2 separate regions of the Mus musculus genome follow, and region 1 is linked to region 2. The links are chromatin contacts, called in public HiChIP or PLAC-seq maps. All regions are on one chromosome and are shown on one strand. Each heading gives the region's core, a stretch centred on a gene start, on an enhancer-like site or on the middle of the called end of the contact. The rest is flanking DNA. Distances are from core to core; before and after follow the strand shown.

The links. HiChIP or PLAC-seq counts read pairs in DNA pulled down with a chosen protein or histone mark.
Region 1: an HNF4G HiChIP or PLAC-seq map of pancreatic cancer cells shows a contact between it and region 2. The contact joins two enhancer-like sites. A contact is called at or near these places in 1 of 15 datasets of contacts at CTCF or cohesin (the NIH/3T3 cell line), 1 of 115 datasets of contacts at active chromatin or transcription factors (pancreatic cancer cells) and 1 of 9 other capture datasets (embryonic stem cells).

What each region holds. Positions count from the first base shown.
Region 1 is chr5:104,397,566-104,402,406 of GRCm38.p6, reverse strand. No RefSeq gene overlaps it. Among named protein-coding and RNA genes, the nearest start is that of Spp1, 35 kb to the left of the region's middle. Within about 2 kb of position 2,681, at least 41 of the 459 cell types and tissues checked have an H3K27ac peak or open chromatin away from gene starts, as enhancers often do. A contact at or near this core is called in pancreatic cancer cells, where this site is marked.
Region 2 is chr5:104,130,218-104,135,020 of GRCm38.p6, reverse strand. No RefSeq gene overlaps it. Among named protein-coding and RNA genes, the nearest start is that of Sparcl1, 19 kb to the right of the region's middle. Within about 2 kb of position 1,575, at least 14 of the 459 cell types and tissues checked have an H3K27ac peak or open chromatin away from gene starts, as enhancers often do. A contact at or near this core is called in pancreatic cancer cells, where this site is marked.

The sequences.
Region 1 (4,841 bases), core at 1,432-3,931, 270 kb before region 2:
CACACTTTATATCAAATCTGCCTTTTTGCATACTAAAGACAGACAGAAGACATTCACTCAAATGGAGGCTCTCCTGCAGCTGGGAGTGCCCCAGGAACACAGACTGTAATGTACTGAATGGATGTTTCGGGCCCAGAGCCCCTCTTTGTTGTATTTTCTGCCACACACAGGCTTCATTGCTCTTCTCACAAGACTGATGCTTCCCAAAGTTTGTGACACACAAAGCCAGGCTGTGCTCTATTCTGTGGTGTGGGACATGTCTGTCTCGTTTAAAATGAGGAAGAAAAAGAATGAAGAAGAATAAGGGAAATCAGGTATGAAGGAAAGAGAGGGAAGAAGGGAAGAAAGAATAAGAGAGGGGGAGAGGAGGAGGGGAGGGAAGGAGGAGGAGAGGGGAGAGAGGGAAGAGGAGAGGGGAGAGAGGGAAGAGGAGAGGGGAGAGAAGGAAGAGGAGAGGGGAGAGAGGGAAGGAAGAGGGGACTGAGAGAAGGAGGAGGAGAGGAAGAGAAGAGGGGATGGAGGAGGGAAGAGGGAGGAAGAGAGGAAGGAAGAGAGGGAGGGAGGAGGGGAGGGAGGGAGAAGAAGAGGGGATGAGGGAGGGATGAGGGGAGGGAGGGAAGGAGGAAGAGAGGGAAGGAGGAGGGAAGGGAGGGAGAACATATTGGTGCAGCATATGAACATAAGCGTAATATTGGGCTTATTTATATTGTTTGGGCATAGAGTGTAGTGTCTCATAATTGCAAGATGAAAAATGAATATCATTTAAAACTTAAAACAACAGAAACTTCCAAAACAGAAAAGGATCTATACAGTTGCAATGAATTGTAGTCATTATTATGTTGAAATGTCTGTATTTAACTAACTATAACTTTAACATTTTCTTCATCTCTGAAATAACTATACCTGCGTATTTTATACAACAACTTTAATAGTTATTTTTAGTTTTGCTTGCTGATGTATTCATTGTACCTGCATGTGGTTTCACAATGTGTTCCTGCAGACATGCAGTATGTCTTGGCCATACCTCCCTCAGCATGCTCTTTAATGCCCACATCTCTCTTCTTTTGTTTGTATCCTTCATCCCATGACAGTTTTCTTCCTACTTCCATGTCACATATACATATATACACTCTGTAATTAAGATCCACAAACGAGAGAAAATGTGATAGTTGTCTTCCTGAATCTGATTGAGTTACTTTAAAATGGCAATCACCAGTTGTATCTATTTCCCTGAAATGACATAAGTTCATCCTTACGGATGAACCAACTCCCACGTGTATATATACCACACTTTCTTCCTTTGTTCCTCTGTTGGTGGACAGATGCTCGTTCTGGGACTTGGCTATCATGAACAGTGCTCTTCCCGCATCTGTGCGAGCATCTCTGTGATCCGCTGACTCACTCACTGTTCTGCAGGGAAAGTGGGAGCTGCGGTGAGCTGTCATGTCTGTTTATTAGCCAATGTAACTGAATGCAGATAGAAAGTCAATAAGTTACTATAGTAAAACACATTAATATATGTCTTGGCTAACAATTTCTGACCTTACACTTTTTTTCAGCTAAAATTTAGAGCTGGAATTGGGCCATTGGTTTCCAAATACCATCTGGATCAGTGTTAATTTTGGAGAAAATTCTACTAATCTGCAATAAAGATCATATTTGGGTTACCTTCTGAGGTATGTGAGATATATATATATATATATATATATATATATATATATATATATATATATATTTTGATTTTCCATTTATATCGACACATGGGCATGATACATATTTATATCACACCACTTGATGCTTTATGACATCTGTATGATGTATTTATCAGATCAGGTAACTGGCACAGCATCACCTTGGATATTTATTTCTTCAGTTACCCTGCTGTGTTGTAGGATATTACAAGTCATTCTTGCCCAATTGTACCCTACTAAATTCTGTAATATGTTTATTGTGTGTGTGTGTGTGCCTGTGAGTATGCATGTATGCCTCTCTGTATATATGTGCACCTGTGTGTGTGTGCCTGTGAGGTGGGAGGAGAGAGAGAGAGAGAGAGAGAGAGAGAGAGAGAGAGAGAAAATGCCATGGCATACATGTAGAGGTCAGAGGACAATTTGCAAATGTCCATTTTTTGAATTAAAGTTAGGTCATCAGTCTGGTATTAAACAGCCTTCCCAGTTGAGCCCTTCATTGGTTGGTCCATGCTGCATCCCTTTGTGCATTATCCATCCTCTGTCCACCTCTTGCTCCCAATGTATTTCCCTCAGGCTATCTCATTAAACCACACTCATCCATTTTCTTTTGGGGTGGGGCTGATCACAGTGACGTTTTGTTTTGCCTTACTTTTAAAAAGATATTCTGGGGAAAAAAATGGAGCTAACAGCTTTAGTTACTGAAACTTGAGAGTGTTTACCAATTCTTATAGTTTAAAAATAACACCCTGGGGCTGCTGCTTTAGCTGGTCACCCATCAGATGGGAAAATCAAATAAATGATAGGGGCTCAGAGCAGAAAATCATTGACCCAAAGAATCCCAAGGGCAAAAACAGAAAAGAAAAGAAAGGACATGGACACAAAGAAGTAACTGTGTTTCAAAAGATGGTGCCCAATGATTAACAGTGCCTGCTGTTCTCCCTGCTCAACACAACCAGTTTGGTAGCGAGTCATAAAACCCAGTTCCCAGCTGTACCACGGATCCTGCAGCCTTGATTCCCGGTAGAAGTTAACATTTAACACGACCTTACTTGGATCTTGACATTTTTCTCAGGTTAGATAAAAACCATTATTTATTTAAGTCTATTTTAGTTGTCTCATTTTTAATGAGTAATGAATCAGTGGAAGCAGAAAGTAGGGCTGTGGAAGGAGGTGGGGCATTTTTTTTTTGTCCTTTTTAGATCAAGTAGCTTTATGCTCTCATATCTAGACAGCGCGGCAGCTACACATGCTTTGAAAATCCGCTTGCCCCACACCACTGCTTAACCATTTATCTCATAAACCACTAAGTAGTAAAATAACAATGAACAGCCCTGGGGCAGGTGACTCTTCAAGAAATAGGAGGTGAAATTGTTACTATGTCTCGCTCACAAGCTCCTGGCCGGTGCACATAAACAAAGAGCTGGGACCCAGGGCTCAAATCAGTTTGGGTGGCTGCAGCTCAGTAATCAGACATTCATTTCCTGTCATGACACATAGGAGAATTTCATACCATATGCATATGGACGCTTGTGTTTTCAAAGGAGGATTTATAAAGAGCTTCCACTTTATTATGTCTTACTGAAAAGATTTAAGTAGAATTTAAGCTATTTTCCCAAGCTACAGTATATCTGCCTTTATTTGCAACATCAAACTTTGGAGGTATTCCAAGTATTTTCCAGTAAGGAATTGGTGATACCAGAGTACCTCTGTGAGAGGGACTTTACTTTGTTTGGTGGGCTATGCTTCTGAATGACTTTTGTCATTTGTGGGTCTAGACATGGACCAGCAAAATATAGTCAATCTTCATTTAAAAACTGCAAGCATCTTCTTCTCTTTCATTAGCGATTCCTTATCTTCTTACTGGGCTTCTGTTTCTGGATGTGTGCAATTTAGGTTTTGATATATCTCCTTTCCCTTTTGAAATGCAGATGGTGGAAGATATAGACTTAATTCCTTCACTCCCTTACCGTCCATGCTCTCCATCCGTGTGTTTGTCCATAAGCGTGACAGTCACACTTAGATTCAGGGAACAAATGGACTCACTGCTTAGAACAGGGGCTGTAGAACCAGTGGTCCATGCTAAATGATGTCTTTGTCCAGATCTTTTTTTTTTTGTTGTTGTTGTTGTTTACCTCAGCTCCTGTCCTGTTCGCTGTGATGAAGTTGCAGGGCACTTTCAGCCAAGGACACTTCCACAGAGGTGAGCAGAGTTCAGAGACTCAGGGGACATTGAGATCAAAGAGAGTCACACATCTATGCTCTGGCTGCCACAGCATTCAGGAAGCAGGTTACAAGAGTGGTTCAACTTTATCATCATTCAGGAAAATAAAGAAATGGCAGAAGTCTCCCCAGATTGGATATCAAATCTGTTTTCAATTTGCTTTGGGTATGGTAACAGACTGAGAAAGAAAGGCATGCTGAAACAGTCAGAGATTCATAGTAGAGACTTTGTTTGTTCTAAGTGTGTTCTGTCAAGAACTATGAATATTTGGATTTAACTCAAAAATTTAAAAGCAGATGGGGCAAGAGTATCCCAGAGAGCACAGGAAATCACACCAGTGTTTAGTGTTCTTCTTTTTGTTTTTGTTTTGTCATGTGATGGAAAATTTTCACTTTGCTTAGATTGTCTGTGACTTCAGGGCTATGCTACAAACTCCACTGATAGCTAAACCTTTTAGAACCATCTCCCATATGCTAGAAACCGAGGCAGCAGCACCAGGAACATGAAAAACTCACAGCTGCCCGTAGGCCAGCAGAGTGGAAAGACTAAGGAAAGGAGATATAAAGCTGAAATACTACGAAATGAGTGTTACACATGGAAATGAGGAGGAACGCTTTAGGGGACTCATTTATCCTTGTTTGCCGGACAGTTTCTAATTTTAACAATGGAAGTGCTGTTTGCACCTGGACAAATCCAAACAATGGCCTTTGTGATGTCCCTGGAAAGAAATTTCTCAGAGCAGAGACTAGATTTACATTATATGGGAAAAGCTGGAGTAGAAGAAAGTAGACGCTGATGGTTAAACAATGCCCCCAAGGATAGGAACCTTCCAGTCTTTGTAAACTATTATGAACCTTCAATGACCAAAGGAGTTTTGTAGATATCCTTAAATCAAGGATCTTGGGTAGAACATCTGAGTGCAAGCATAG
Region 2 (4,803 bases), core at 326-2,825:
ATCCCATAAACAACCATCAAAACCAGACACTATTGCAGATGCCAACAAGAGCTTGCTGACAGGAGACTGATATAGCTGTCTCCTGAGAGGCTCTGCCAGTGCCTGACTAATACAGAAGTGGATGCTCACAGTCATCCATTAGATGGAGCACAGGGTCCCCAATGAAGGAGTTAGAGAAAGTACCCAAGAAGCTGAAGGGGTTTGCAGCCCCCTAGGAAGAACAACATGAACTAACCAGTAACCCCAGAGCTCCCTGGGACTAAACCACCAATCAAAGAAAACACACGGAGAGACTAATGGCTCTAGTTGCATATGTAGCTGAGGATAGCCTAGTCATCAATGGGAGGCGAAGCCCTTGGTTCTGTGAAGGCTCTATGCTCCAGTATAGGGGAATGTCTGGGCCAGGAAGCAGGAGTGGGTGGGTTGGGGAGCAGGGGGAGGGGAAAGAGTATAGGGGATTTTCAGAGGGGAAACTAAGAAAGGGGATAACATTTGAAATGTAAATAAAGAAAATATCTAATAAAATTTTTAAAAATTAAAATTAAAAAAAAAGATCTAGTGAACAAATAAAAGCTAAGTTTCAGAATTCTGATAAGCCACTCTCCACCTTCCATGTTTTTGCAGCGACCACATAAATGTTTTACACAGATAAGGAACTACTTAATATTAATCAGGTCTCGATAATTAAGAGTTCTAACCCCTATGGGACAATTCTTACTGTGCAAACCGACTGGATGCCTCCCCCACCCTTAGACAAAAGGTAAGCTATTCCTTCCTGTCTCTTGTGAAATAGAGTCATAGTGCAGAGACACACCTGCCTATTTGACTCCGTAATTAAGTCTTGTCTGGCTGTAGTGTAAAAATAGGTACCCCTGAGTCTGAACATGAAAATAGACCTTCCCTAACAAAAGCCAAAAGTTTCACGGCTAAAAGGATGTTTACTTTTGTGAAAAAGTCCTTTCCTCTGGGGATAATTTTGGGACTACGTAGGTGTCCAGCAGGGGTAAGTGGGTATATAAGGCTCAGAGACCAAGCTGTGGCTGTGCTTCCTGCTGAGTGTGGGGTGCAAGCAGTCGCTTGTGAGTCACATGTGAGTCACGTATGGGGACAAGGATGTGTACTTCTGTCCTGCACACCCTTCCCCTTCTGAAAGTTTTAGCTGACATGACTGTGACCATAACTTACAGAGTTTGTGGAGCTCTGCATACTCATTTGATCAGCATTTATACATTCAGTGGATACTTGAGGGGAGCTGGCACAGTCACCCCCTGTAATATCCTGATGAATGAACAAAATCTCTGACCTTGAAGAAATCTTTAGTAAAAATAAGAATACCCAAACATAGCAGTACCCTCCTATAACCTCAACCCTCGGGACGCAGAGGCAGGGGATCTGGGGTCAAGGCCAGCCTCGGGTACATAGTAAGTTTGAGGCGATACTGGGATACATTAAAACCCTGTCTCAAGAAATATATATATAGATAAGTGGATGGATGTGATTACAATTATAAATGTCTACAGCGCACAGTCATGAGTGAAACTAAAACCAGAACAGAAAGACACTGGGAATTCACTATGAATAGAGAATGGGAAACATTTTAGACTTTGTGGACCGAATAATCTTTCAACTCCACGGTCTTGTCCAAGATGTAAAGATAGAAGTGTGGTTTTGTTCTGGGAAGCCTTTAGTTGCAGATACAGGTGTTTCTAGGTCACAGTTCACTCACCCTTGAGATAAGAGAAGAAAAAGCACAGGGTTATTGGGGCCTCATAGGAAAAAAAAATTCTGCCCCAAGGCAGGAAAAAAAGATGGAAAAATCAGGGTTGCATTCATACACAGTACAGAGAGAGTTCAAGAGTAGAGAGTCCTATGGCTGAGACGTGTCTGGTGTGTTTCCCACGCTACAAGGAAACTTTGGCAACTCTACCCATCAGTTTCTACCTGGTATCTCCAGCTCACTTCTGCTTTCCTCCTTTTCCCTCTTTTAGTAAAAGAAACTGTGATGCCACAGTGCGTAAGGACTCTGGGCTCTTTCCAGACCTCGGGAAGGTAAGAGGTATCAGCTCACTGTGAGTTGTTTCCTTTATGGTCTGGAATCAACTCAATGCCAAAAGCAGAGATAGCAGATGAGGGCCAGAACTCGTGAGCCCAGACACACCTCCAGTAGCCCCTTACCAGCACATGCAGACCTCACAGCACAAAGCCTCCTGACCCAGTAAGACCACAAAGTGCTGCCTCATTGGCCTCGAGTCCTGTTCATTCCTGATGTGGTTTTTAAAGAGGCTGTTGGCTTGAAGCATTCACAGGACCAGAAGACAGAGCTGTAGTTTTAAATACCAGTAAACTTCTCTCTGAAGAGACTCTCTTTTTTGTTTTTTGTTTGTTGTTTGTTTGTTTGTTTTTCAAGACAGGGTTTCTCTGTGTAGCCCTGGCTGTCCTGGAACTTACTCTGTAGACCAGGCTGGCCTCGAACTCAGAAATCCGCCTGCCTCTACCTCCCAAGTGCTGGGATTAAAGGCGTGTGCCACTACCGCCTGGCAAAGAGACTCTCTTAAGATGCTGATTCTCTGGAGAAACAATGACCAGAGCCTCCATCTGAGCAAGCCCAGGCGACCTCAGGGGTCCATGGACTCACCAGCCTAGAACAGCATACCTGCAGCCATGAATGACACCCATGTGCCTGAGGGAGCCTAGTGGTGGTGGTGATGGTGATGATGGTGGTAGTGCTGGTGCTGGTGGTAGTGGTGATGTGTGAAATGTATCTTCATTTGGTTTCAGGTACAGTCTGCATGTGCTGCAACTTGGAATACAAAAGCTTCACTTACACATCCTGTCTTCTCTCTCTCTCTCTCTCTCTCTCTCTCTCTCTCTCTCTCTCTCTCTCACACACACACACACACACACACACACACAATTCTGGATTGATGAATGCCAAGTCAAAGTTCAGAATGAGGAATTCTAAGGTTCCAAAGACAGGAGATCTTCTTCAGAATTCCGACTTAATGCAAACGGAAAATAACAGAAAAGCTGGGACCACATGTCCTTCAAGCTCTTTGTAAATTAACTTTCCAGTCAGGATAGGCTTGCTGGACAATGAAGAATGGGAGGTCATATTCTCTGTGAGTGAGGAGAGTTCAGACCCTGCTCATCCTTAGCTAGAGACGGTGGGATCAACACAGTGAACGCTCTTGGTTCAGGGTTGAACTTCCCCTACTCACTCTGATGAAAGGATGCCAGGGATGCCAAGGTCCAACTCACTCCTTAGGGCTGACAGAGGCTCATACCTCCCTCTTGTGGCTGCTTGCAAACAGTGTCCTGTACATGGGAGCAAATGAGAAAGCAAGTGTGTTTACCTAAGTCTCCAGGCAGGGGAACTGTGCATTCTTTCTCCTTTCATGATTTCAGATCGTTTTAAAAATCTGGTGATATGTAACACAGTTAACCAAAGATCGTGAACATTTTCATTAATCAGGAAGAAATGATGTGGGGGAAGAAAAAATTTGATAGATTTAAGTGTTTGCCAATGCGAGGGGTCAGAATTCTGTAAGAAACAATCCCTATTTGAAAGCACCTGGTATGTCAGAGAGTTCCTCTGTACATATGATCACAACACAGAACAGAAAGTGGGGAACCAGGGAGAAAAGAAAATGGCATTCTGCTAAGATACAGGACCCAGCCCAGGGTGGGACACCAAGGGGGCAATGGATGGCCTGCTTCTTCTGAGCCAATTCATCAAGTGCAGGACAGGTATGGGTGTAGCCCTACTCTGTGCCAAGTATTCTAAGCACGTTAGTAGAAATAGTATTGGCAGGTGTGCTGAGTTGAGGAGCCCTTACCTAAGACAGGGATTTGAACTTCCTTGGGGCTGCTTCCAACATGAGACAGTTTTACCTGGCCCGGGTATATAGAACAGCGGGGAGTTGGATCATGCAACAAAGTACTTGCCAAATAATCCTGAAGACCTGAGTTCATTCCCCCACATACAAAGCCAGGCAGATACAGAAAGATCCCTGGGGCTTGGTGGCCAGCCAGCCTAGCCTAAATTGGTAAGCACCAGATCTCAGTAAGAGGCTTTGTCTTGCAACACAAGGTAGGTGGCTCCTGGGAAATCAAGACGTGAGGTTGACCAGATGGATGCACGCTCACACCTGAAAACATACACACAAACTGTGTAACAAAATAAAATAAAGTAGATATATTATTCCAACATTTAATAGTAAATCATAAGAGAACTTAAAATAATTTCTGACATACATATTTTACCATGTGGTAAAGATGAGATAATTTATACACTAATTAAATGGGATTTGATTTTTTTTTTTTAAATGAAACTTAAGTCAGCAACTGTAGCAGCAATGACCCCTTGCATGCTGAGGAAGGAAGGCAGGAAATCTCAGCTTTTTGTTTTGTTTTGTTTTTTGTTTTTGTAATTAAGCCAGAGCAGGAAGCCCTATGTGTACAGTTGAGACACTGCTGTGCATGGGAGGACGGCATGCAGGGTGAACTCACTTTCTCTCGTGTTCCAGAGTCAGTGCTACGGTAAAGCTAGCTATGTGATGTAGCGCCTTCATTTCATGTTTGGACAAATGTTTAGCCCTGCACATTCAGAAGCCTTTTATAACGCCAAAACGTTAGGGACCCTCACATTCCCTTTAAGAAGCTGTGGCTTAGCATATATGAGGCCCTGGGTGCAGTTCCTAACCCTGCCTCACACTCTCTGGCATGACCTCCGCCATGACAACCTGCATCCAACTGTCAGTCCAGATGAACCAACCTTCCTTCCTTCCTTCCTTCCTTCCTTCC